Regions from separate parts of the Mus musculus genome. Here regions 1 and 3 are each linked to region 2. Evidence: chromatin contacts called from public HiChIP or PLAC-seq and promoter capture Hi-C data. All regions are on one chromosome and are shown on one strand. Each heading gives the region's core, a stretch centred on a gene start, on an enhancer-like site or on the middle of the called end of the contact. The rest is flanking DNA. Distances are from core to core; before and after follow the strand shown.

Region 1 (3,721 bases), core at 44-2,543, 670 kb after region 2:
ATAGTCTGTTGTGTGGTGCGAGTGGAGAATTTGTTGCGTAGTTTTCCATAGGGCGACCTAAGTTACCACACTACGTCTAGTTTGTGATGCTCTTTCCTATTTTTAAAAATTTCCACACACAGTTAGACTTGTTTCTACACTGTCTCCTCTTCTGTTCCACAGGTCAGCTCTCTCTATTCATGAGGGTGCTCCGCAATGATTTTACTTGTACCAAGTGTTAAAGCCTGAGTTTCCTGTGGTGACTAAGACCTTCATCTGATCCCAAATCTCCTGTGGTTCATGATGTCCTGCTTTTCTCTTCCAAAAACAGTTTATAAAGGACACATTAAGCTTCGAAGGAAAAGCTGTTGATGAATTCACTTCAGGAGACCACACTGGCAGTAACTTTGGGCTTAACTTTAAGGTCTATATTCAGATCTCTGAGGTTTGATAAGGACACTCCCAACGCCCAGGCACTCTGAATGTACCTCAGCCTGAATTAAACCATTATCATGAACAATGCCTGGTCTATCCGTTTCCCCTTCATCCTCAGTATTCCTCCTTTAATCCCATTTAGATTTTGGATTACTGGGCTGTCCCTGTCACACCCTGGGAGTCTAAGCTCATGTGCCCTCATGTGCTTTCCTCTGAACCTGCAATAGGTGGTAGGAAAACCTCAAATCCTTTTGGGATTTGAGCTAGTTCCACAATTAGCATGAATACATGATTTTATTTATTTATTTATCTATTTATTTATTGGCTTAGACCTGCCCTCAGTTGCTAACTCTTCTCTTAGATTTTCACCTTCACCTCAGGTCAACACTTACCTTGCCCCCACTCTGACATGAACTTGGGCTCTGCTTTTATTTTATGCTCTTCTCCAGCCTTGTGCTGAAACAATCCCCATGGTTTGCTGTGCCCCGCTGCTTCAGCTTGTCTTTATGGGGAGAATAGGCTCCGTTTAATTAAGAGGCTTTGGGACTAGTGTGGTCTCACGGTCCTCTAAATTGTTTTAATTACAGTGCAGTTCTTAATTAGGCATTCCACGGTGCACAAGCATAGCCTCCGAGCCTTTCAAAGCTACGGTTATATCACTCTCCTCATTGATAAATTATTGCTCTGTAAAAGTGATGCTGGAGAGAGAGAGTTCATCAGAAGAAAGCCTTTAGGTTTGAAATGAAAGGCAAGGTTGGCAGTGCTTGTTTTAGAAGAAGGGGGAGGAGGAAGAGGAGGAGGAGGAAGTAAAAAAGAACTCCCCTGTTGAGAAACCGTGTCGAATGTTAACATTTGGTACAGGAAATTCCTGTAAAGGAAGCAGGCTTACTCACCATTTCAACTAAACCTAACCACAACCCCTTTCTTGTCAAGGAGGCTGGCCAGAGGACAGCTTTGAATGCTTTATTTCAGGAGTTTTCTTCCGTGGATAAAGGTAGTTTACTTCATTTCTCCTTTGTTATGACTGGGCATTTTCCAACACCAGAGGTCCTTTACAAAATTCCAAGGTTGTCCTTTTCTGTCCAGGTATAACTTATTATTTCAAAACTGTATGGGTTGGATAGTCCTTAAATCTTCTTCAAGTAACTCTCTTGCTAAGAAAAAAAAATGTAGCAGAACCCTTTGAAAATGGGTGTTTTTCACACTTTTTTTTTCAGATGCACAAGCTGGCATTCACTGACATAAAGACTTGAATTTCTTTATTTGTTGTGTATGTAAGAGCAGGAAACAAAGGTAAGAGACCAGAATATTCTTTCCCTAGATTCCTTAACCCCTAATATATATTTTTAAAGGACTTAAAAAGTGAATTGCTAAAGAGTTGCTTTTTGTGGAATATTTTTAATCACAGGTGTGCTATTAGGCAGCAACATTTGTATCTCAGTGTCGGTTTTAACCTTAACTTGTATAAGTGACTAGTTACAAAGTAAACCTTTGTTTTAAACAGTGATTCTTACATTTTATTGAAAGGATTATAGAGGGATTCAATCAAATGCGGGTCAAATCTGAATGGCCACATTACTTGTCCATCTTTGGAGGCAAGCACTGAACAAGCTGCTATGGACCATGTGAGCATTATCAGTATTCTTTGACTACTGCAATTATTAGACTAGGCCATAGCATCTCTTTTTTATTTGTACTTTAAGGGTGTGCACAGGACTGAGAGGCTTCCTGGTGATTCATTCACAGCTTTCATTTTTCTCCTCCCAGCAAAAGCTTTGTTCTTTGAAAAACTTAGCTCATTATTACTCTAAAATATGGTCAAATTGGGTATCTTTTGAATAACTTCAGGCTAACTTTTTCTGCTTCTGAGAAAAAGAGAGAATTTTTAAATAAAAGCCTTCTGGAAAATTTTAGGAAAGAGACCTTGCAGATCTTCAGATCATCTCACCGGCCTCCGACCTCCTTCTGTAGAGAAGGCGAATAGTGGTGGCAAGATGAGAAACTTTGAAACCCTCTTCCTCCAGATATGATTCTCCCTTCTACTACTGAACAGGTATGTGGTCATTGTTTCATAACGGGCACCGTTGCTATGAGTGATGCAACATTTGGTTTTCTACTGGGACAATAAGAATGACAGCACACATGTTTTACAGAATGACAAACTTGAGTTTTACATTTGCTGGTATCTGTCAGTCATTTTTACTCCCATATGCAGAATTGGCAGCCATGTTGGTTTAAGTTGGCCAGTGCTCAACAAGTACGATGCTCTACTCTTGGATGATCTCTTTGGAATTCCTGATGCATTTGGGTAATGGTAGAATGAGATTGTGTAGTCTTTTAAAAACAGACATTGGGAGGCAAGGGCTTGAAGTATGGACTTTTCAGAATGGCTTTGTTCTTGGCTGGTCTGTGGACAAAAACAATAATGGTAGCTACCATGACTGCTGAGAATACTGTATATTCTGAAGATTTTAGTTGGAATATTTTATAGATGTCTAGTAAGCCCACTTGAGCTGTGGTACTGGTTAATGCCCAAGTTTGTTGATGTTTTATCTGGATTGATAAAAAATGGGATATCCAAATCATTTTCTCTTTTTGTAGCTGAGTGAATCTGTTTGTGTCCAGTACTGTTTTTTAGCTGAAATCTGGTACCCCAGTGTTCAGCACATTTACAGTGATTCTGTTTTCTTGATGAATTACTTTGTTTAATAATGTGTATTAACTTTCTTTTAGTATGACATGGGGTCTAATTTCTTAGATATAAATATAACTATTCATGTTTATATTTTTGCTTCAATTTGCCTGGCTTTTATTTGTTTGTGTGTTGGCTTTTATTGTTTCAGATTTAGTCTGTGTGTACCTTTGCTAAAAAGGTGGCTTGACCATTGTCCCTGTGGACTGGGATGTTTGAATACTTGGTCCACGGTTGACAGTGCTGCTTGAGTGGATTAGGAGATGTGGCTTTGTTGGAGGAAGAATGTTATTAAGAACATAAAGATTCCTGAAATTCCCAGTTCACACTCCATGCTTTGTGCTGTTTCACTTAGCCACCATGGACTCTAGCCCTCTGGGACCATAAGCTCAAATAAACTCTTCTACATGTTGCATGGGTCATGGTGCTTGACCACAGTGATAAAACAAAACACAACAAAACGAGCAAACAACAAACAACAACAACAACAACAACAAACCCAGTAACTAAAAGACAAGTGTTTCTTGTAGACAACAAATAATAGGCTCTTACTCTTTACTCTGTTTAGCCAGTTTGAGAGATTTAATCAGCAAATTACAACCACTTGCGCCTATG
Region 2 (3,472 bases), core at 308-2,807:
TGACTTACAGAAATATTTCAAGGTTGCAAGGCTGACTATTTTTTTTAATTGTTATGGTTTATATAATCCTTTATCTGTGTGAAGGAGGAATTTCTCATTACAGTGTGACCAAAATAAACTCTAAAAATAATCTGAACCCCAAGGCTGGCTTCAGACGGTGCCAGGTTCCCATAACCCTTCTACATTTTTCCATCTGTAAAGCTGCTCTCGGTTCACATTACTGGGCTCTATGGTGTGTGAATATAAGCTGAGGCTATAGTGGGAATATATATGTGTAACACAAACCGTTAGCCATTTGATATTTTAGGGATTTCTGGAATGTTATTTGAAAGATGGACTGAACTATCTCTTTGAAAGTTTCAAAACCACTAAGCGGGGGAGGCAATGTCCTAGAGTCCAGCCTGCCAGTAATTCTGCAACCAATGCCTAAGAAAACAAAGGGTCTGCCTGGGGACTGAACCCAGAGAGGCCCAACCAGGAAAAACCACTGGAGCATTTTGCTGGAGAGCGAGGTGAACAAGAATATGCTCTGGGTCTCCTCTGGATGCCCAGATCCCTGACCTCAAAGGTTTGTGTGTTTGCCTCGGTGCTGACTTCAACATGGTCTGGCCCCTGTTCAGCAGCTAGGGAAGCCCTTGAGTAATACATGCTGGTGCTCAAACATTGGGAGCCAGGCATAGACCTAGAACCTCCTAAACTCAGTAACAGTAGAGATCAGAGCAAGCCAGGGGAGGCTAAAGGAAAGGAGCAGTCCAGGGCTGGGAGACTCTGTTCAGAATGGGGATGCCACACAGCACCTCTTCCTTCTCCTACCCCCACCCCACCCCCAGCCCTATCCTCAGACCTGCCTTCGTCCTGTGACTTTTTCAACAAAGGTAGATTAGACACCAGGGTCTTTTCTGGTCCCTCCTCCTCTTTCCCCCCATTCCTTCTTCTCCTCCCCCTCCCTTTCTCCTCTTTCTCCTCCCCCTTCCTCCCTTCCTCCTAGTCTTTGGCTTCCCCTGGACTTTCCCCGACTCTTTAAAAACGTTCTCTCTCTGACAGTCGACAGGGAAAGGAAAGATATTTTCTTCATTGGTGTAAGGCACCCATGCTCCCACAAACAACAACCCGGCGCTCCTGTAAATAACAATAATGAAACTTACTGGGTCATGAAATAAAGGAAGGGGGGATGAGGTTAGAAGGTGGACTAGTTGAGAAGGGGAACGGGATTAATGGAGGGTGGGAGGGACAAGATGTTGAGGGGATAAAAGTGATCAAAATGCACAATGAAAACAATTATTATGTGCAATTAAGATATAATAGTAAAACCACTTTTTAAAAGCTCTCTCTCAGTTCTGCCCCTGTAACTACTGTCCTATCTGTCCCTAGCCTTCACATGAAACGTCTTGCCATCAAGACGTGACTGTGGCATTGCGTCCCTCCCTAAGCCAGTGTGCCTGGACTTCCCCTGCTGGAACAGTGGCGTCATCTCAAAGGTCACAGCGACTTCCTGATTTTAAGTCCAGGAAGCTTTCTGGGAGCTGATGCTCTCACCGGCCTCTGTGTAATGATGTCTACAGACCACCGCTCCTCAGGTTGGAGATGCCCTTTGATATTGTGACTTCACTTCCTGTTTTCCCCTCCCCCACCCTCACCATACCTATCTCCAAAAGCTTTTTCTATCTTCCTATGCCTCTAAAGCAGTAGATCTCAACCTGTTGGCTGAGTGGCCCCTCTGGAGCCAAACAGCCCTTACATAGGGATAGCATATCAGATATCCTGCATATCAAATATTTACATTATGATTGGTAACAGTAGCAGGTTTACAGTTATGAAGTAGCAACAAAAATAATGTTATGGTTGGGGGGGGGGGTCTCCCCAACATGAGGAACTGCATGAAAGTATCACAGCATTAGGAAGGTTGCAGCTCTAAAGCAAGATGGCGGTGCTAGTTTATAGCACACTATCACAGGGTGCTGAAGACAATTGTAAAACAATTGGCTTTCTGCCCACTCTGAAAGCTAGACGTCCAAGATGGCATCAGTGTTGGTATATCAGTCTATTTTCCACTGCTACAAAAAAAAAAAAAAAAAAACCACAAAACTGCCTGGTGTTGGGTTCTTTGTAAAGAAAGAGGTTTTATTTAACTCATACATCTTCAAGTCCAAGAGCACAGCCCTGATTGTCACTCAGCTCTGGTGAGGGCCTCCCTGCAGGAACATGTGCTGAAATCGGATAGCAAGATCCGAAATCAGAGAAATTCAGGCTCTATAGCTTGATCTCCAAGGACCTGACCAGAGTGTCACAACTCTATCAATCCCTGCCTAGTGCAGCATCCACAAAAACTTAACCACCTCCCGATAGGCCCCACCTCTTAAAGGTTCAACCACCTTACACTGCCACACTGGGAACCAAATTTCCCACACATGACCCTTTGAGGAGGACACTCAAGTCATCTCTGAACTATAGCAGCTGGTTTCTTCTGTAGGCTGTCTTATTGATTTATAGATGGTGGGCCTTCTCCTGTGGCCTTGTATTCTACCTCCGTTTATATATGTATCTAATTTCCTTCTCTTATAAGGACACTAATCATATTAGATTAGTTCTCCCTAATGACTTTGTCTTAATCATCTCTGTAAACTCATTTTCTCTAAATGAACTCCATTCTGGGACACGGGAGATGGGCATCGCCGCAACACATGGATTTTGGAGGTGGAAGAAAAAGGCATAATGTCATCCCTAGCCATGGTCAATCTCATTCAAATCCTTGGTCCTTTTAAATATTGCTTTCTTATACCCATCTAAAAGCTGGGTGTATAGTTATCAAGCAAAATGGTTTTTTTTTTAATTGCAAAAAGTAATATATCTCATGAAAACATCAAAGGTGTCGGGGAAAAGGACTAATGAGATGTTGTGATTTCGAAATAAAATGCAGCTCCCAGTCCTCACCTGCGCTCTGAGCCTGATTCCACTGTGCTCCCAGTCCCAGTGAGTGCTGGCAGTTCCCACAGGCTACGGAGCAGTGCCTACTCGGGCTCCCTTGTCTTCACCTAAGACCCCTACAACCTTTCCAGTCCCCTCTTTCCTCTGCCTGACACTGTGACCAGACATTCCATTTGTCCCTTTCAAAGACTGACTGCATAATTGCTGTTTAATACAGTATTTGTGAAAACCTATTTCATTAGTAAAAATGTCTTTAGAACTTTAGATAATGATGTCAGAGGACAAAATTCACCGAGGAGCCCTTCAACAGAGCACTCAAGAGCTACCACGGCCCCTGTACACACCCCTACACCCACCTTTTCTTGTATTATGTACCCCTTAACATCTTAGGTTTCTCCCACCCAAGGCATGATACCTTGACACCTCTGCTCTAAGCCTTAAGGATCTGCACACGTCTCACCATCTAAGCCCAGCTTCTTGGGCCAGTGTTTGCCGATTTCTTGACCGACTTCTGCTCCTGCACAGGACACGGTGTAGAGTGACTGTA
Region 3 (3,654 bases), core at 760-3,259, 620 kb after region 2:
ATCTAGAGTAGCCCGTTTCTCTGGGGACAGTGTGCTCTTAGTCTGTACCCTTAGGCTGGGTTGCCAGGTAAACATTTGCTAGTGTTCAGTTCAAAGGCTGAAGCTTGAGCTGAGGGTGATGAGGAATTCAAACTTCCCCTCGCATGCATCCACCCTGTGGTTGCCTGGTTTGCTAAGTCCACCTGCTCTGCTGTAGTAGAAGGTTTTGATCTTCTGCAGCTTCATCTACTTCTTAGTGAGTTGCCAAAACTGACCACTGAAAAGCATGCTGTGTACATAACTGTCTCATGTCCCAGAACGTGCAATCAGGAGGAAGTCCTCACTCCCGATAACGGAATCCTTGCTCTGTGGCTGTGAGGACGTCCCTTAGCAACCTCAGATAGTAATTTTTCTTAGGTTGGATGGAACATAGTAACGTGCTGGATTCTTTGCTAACTGAAAATAGAAGTATTCGGATTTCAGAAAGAACTGGATAAATATTAATGTTGGTGATTATGAAATCTCATTGTGAGCCGTGTGAGTTTGAGTGTGTATTCCATGATTGTGCTGAATGAAGACCTCTAAAAATGAAATTCTCTCCAATCTCATCCCTGGGAATAGTTGCTTCCTCATGCCTGCTGCTCCATCCATGGAAAATGACTAAAGAGAATTATTATTTGTTCCCGAGATTCTTCTGATAAGTCTAAACTATTTGCATGTAATTGAGCTGGGCAGCATGGCACACTTGGGAGGCAGAGGCAGGTGGATCTCTGTGAGTTTGAGGCCAGCCTGCTCTACAGAGTTAGTTCCAGGACACCAGAGCTACAAAAAGAAAACCTGTCCTAACAACAACAGCAACAGCTGCAGCAGCAACAACAACAACAAAGAAAAAGAAGAGGAGGAGGAGGAAAGGAAAGAAGGAAGAAGGAAGAAGAAAGGGAAGAAATAATAGATTTTTCTGTAATGAACACACATATGCTTTGATGCTTTTGCTAAACTCAAAATATTAGTTTTATTTTACTGTTTTGAAAGGTTCAAAGCATGATCCATGTAAAAATGTCTTCTGTGGGGCTTTCTCCCATTTCTACTTTTGTTCCCCTCATTTCTTCAAAGTGCTTGTCCAGGCAGAGCTGACCTTATTTGCTTACCAGTTACAGGTAAACAAAGCGTTTCCTCGTGTTGCCTCTTGTAGCCATCTCTGTATTAGATTAGGAAGGGAAGGAGCCGTCCTACTGTCCAGTTTGTGAGTTCTGGTAGAAAGAGTGTTGAAGTTTGTTAAATGCTTGTTTTCCATGTATCAAAATGTTATGCCTTTCCTATTTATTATTGTATGACAAATTATTTTTCACTGGGCAAAAATAATTGTGCCATTGACTCCTTGTGTGTTTTCTTCATGTGTGTTTGAAGAGTTCTAGCTTATTAAAAAAAAAAATCTAGAAATACTGTTTGGCCTTCGTTTCTTTTGAACAGTTTAAAATCTCACTATAACTTCCCAATTGTGGCTTTCCACCCATCCAGGAGGCTGGGCATCCTGCGCTGGCTGGCACTATGTTGGCTCTGCGAGCCTGGCAGTCTCAAGGACTCTCCTCCCGCAGTGCAGGAGTCCTGGGTTCTCAGCGCCCTCTGCCTGAAGGGTGTGGCGCGCACAGGGCACACAGGTGGTTCTTGTGGTTGAGTAGACAGGCTGCAGGTTCCGGGAAGCCAAAGGCGGTGGCTGTGCCTCCCTGGAGGTCTGGCGGAGGAGTCAGCTGAGATCCAGGCAGGAGAACTCCAGGGGCTCTATCGCCTCAGCGGTGGGGTGTCGGGGTTAGTTCTGGGAACTGTGGAGCTCTTAGGTGAGCAGGGACATGCAGAGAAACCCTGCCAGGAGTACAGGTCTTCCCAGAACTGAAAGCTTGAGCGCTCCTGGGTGGAGCAGCCTGTAGCGCCCTAGGCTTCAGTCCCCCAGCTCTTAGGAGCTCCTCCCATCCCAGGCGGTGCCCACCTGAAACCTTAGCTTTTCCTTTCTTCTTCTTATTCTGATCTTCCTCTCCCAGCCCTCCACCTCCCTACCCCCGGTCGTTGGCTTCTTCTTCTTCTTCTTCTTTTTTTTTTTTCCTGCGATAATTCTCTGGTTTGCCAAATCTCTCTAATCAAGCTCCTGGCCTTGCCTCACTGTGCCTTCCCTCCCTGTCTGTTGTCACAGTTGTGGACCAGGAGGTATTTAGTCTCACTTGCTGGGCGAATCCTGCTTCACAGATGTAAGTGAAGGAGAAGCCACTGCCCAGGCCTGTGTGTGGGCCACCTCTCTGAAGGTAAGGGCAGACTCTGATGTCCAGTCCTCACTGTCTTCTGCTGTCTGGAGCAAGGAGAGGAACCACCCACAACGATCCTGAAAACAAGGTCAATTGTGAGTGGTGTGTATGTGTGTGTGTGTGTGTGTGTGTGTGTGTGTGTGTGTGTATAACTAGTGAGTACAAATGTATATGTTCTTTGTAGAGAGGTATGAACAGCTAAAACACAGCAACAGTTGATTTGTTCAGCTCTTACCCTCTGCTGACAATACACACAGGTGTGCTGTATTTTAGTTGCTTAATCCTCTTAGGAGACAAATGAAACAGGCAATATCAGGTTTAATAAATGGTGTGAGGGGAGAAATATTCAGAAATTTATCTAAGAACATCTTCAGTTATCGCATCAGTGAATGACCCATTTATGCAGATTTGGGGAATAGTTCACTCTCCCTCATGAGTACATGCATGTACATATGTGTGCACTGATGCATGCACAAGCGCCCACACACATGCATGTACACTCACACTCTTGTGCACACACTCGTGAGTCACACACACAAACACACACACACACACACACACACACACACACACACACACACACACACTGCAGTCACAAGAATATCTGCCTTAGGCACACATTATGGAAAAGCAGAGAGCCTTCTCCTGGGTACCTCACCAGGAAGTGGAGGTTGGTCCAGGAGCCCTGGAAGTGCTGTGTGTTAGGGTTGGCCTGAACTGGCAAGCTTCCTGACAATGCCAAACATCGTGTCATATTGCAAGGACGATAGGGTCCCAGAGGAGGGGGAGGGGGGGAAAGGGAACATGGTCTTCATGTCCGGATCCATGTTTGTGAAGGCACATTTTGGAAAATGGAGATAATAGCAGCAGGCATTTTTACGCTAAGTGTCGTGAGGTAGCAATGACTCTCCTTTCCTTACAGATGGAAAGTCAAATGTGCACACCTTTTTTTTTTTCTTAAAGCAGAAGTGCAAGGGTGTATTCAAGATCATTTTTGTTGGTTGTACCAGACTGATTCGCCTTTCTGCAGATGAAGTAAAACACCCATTGGAGACTGTAGCAAAAGGGACTGCGTGTTTAAAAAGAGTCATGGAGAGCCCAGCTCAGTGGCGGTCCCAGCGAGGAAAAGAAAAACCTCATTGGGTGTCATAATTCACCAAAGCAGTGTGAGGGATACATCAGGGTCATGTTTTGTTAAGCAATGACTGTCCCTGAGGTGACATGTTTACCTGTGAGTCACTGAAACTCAACTGTCACAAGCTTAGTTGTTTCCCACTCTCCCAGCCTTAGAAACTGAGTGTGTATGGACGTGAGTGTGTGTGTGTGTGTGTGTGTGTGTTTACCTGGAAGCTTTAAGGAGCTTAGTATCTATGTGCTCAGA

The links. Promoter capture Hi-C pulls out the DNA fragments that hold promoters and counts their contacts. HiChIP or PLAC-seq counts read pairs in DNA pulled down with a chosen protein or histone mark.
Region 1: a promoter capture Hi-C map of the HPC-7 cell line shows a contact between it and region 2, with 3 times the contacts expected there. The contact joins the promoter of Il18rap here to the promoter of 1700066B17Rik in region 2. A contact is called at or near these places in 9 of 39 promoter capture datasets (the 3T3-L1 cell line, the HPC-7 cell line, HPC-7-derived erythroid cells and 5 more) and 1 of 115 datasets of contacts at active chromatin or transcription factors (thymic regulatory T cells).
Region 3: a contact with region 2 is called in an H3K27ac HiChIP or PLAC-seq map of thymic regulatory T cells, with 4 times the contacts expected there. The contact joins the promoter of Il18r1 here to the promoter of 1700066B17Rik in region 2. A contact is called at or near these places in 2 of 39 promoter capture datasets (liver and pre-B cells), 3 of 115 datasets of contacts at active chromatin or transcription factors (memory CD8 T cells, regulatory T cells and thymic regulatory T cells) and 1 of 9 other capture datasets (adipose tissue).

The regions. Positions count from the first base shown.
Region 1 is chr1:40,514,069-40,517,789 of GRCm38.p6, forward strand. It overlaps Il18rap (interleukin 18 receptor accessory protein), which reads left to right and starts at 1,294. Exons shown (of 13, transcript NM_010553.4): 1 at 1,294-1,408; 2 at 1,632-1,707; 3 at 2,329-2,467.
Region 2 is chr1:39,845,773-39,849,244 of GRCm38.p6, forward strand. 1700066B17Rik (RIKEN cDNA 1700066B17 gene) reads right to left here and starts at 1,558. Exons shown (of 5, transcript NR_040465.1): 1 at 1,537-1,558; 2 at 1-74.
Region 3 is chr1:40,463,997-40,467,650 of GRCm38.p6, forward strand. Il18r1 (interleukin 18 receptor 1) reads left to right here and starts at 2,010. Exons shown (of 11, transcript NM_008365.2): 1 at 2,010-2,361. Il1rl1 (interleukin 1 receptor-like 1) reads left to right here. Exons shown (of 11, transcript NM_001025602.3): 11 at 1-1,419.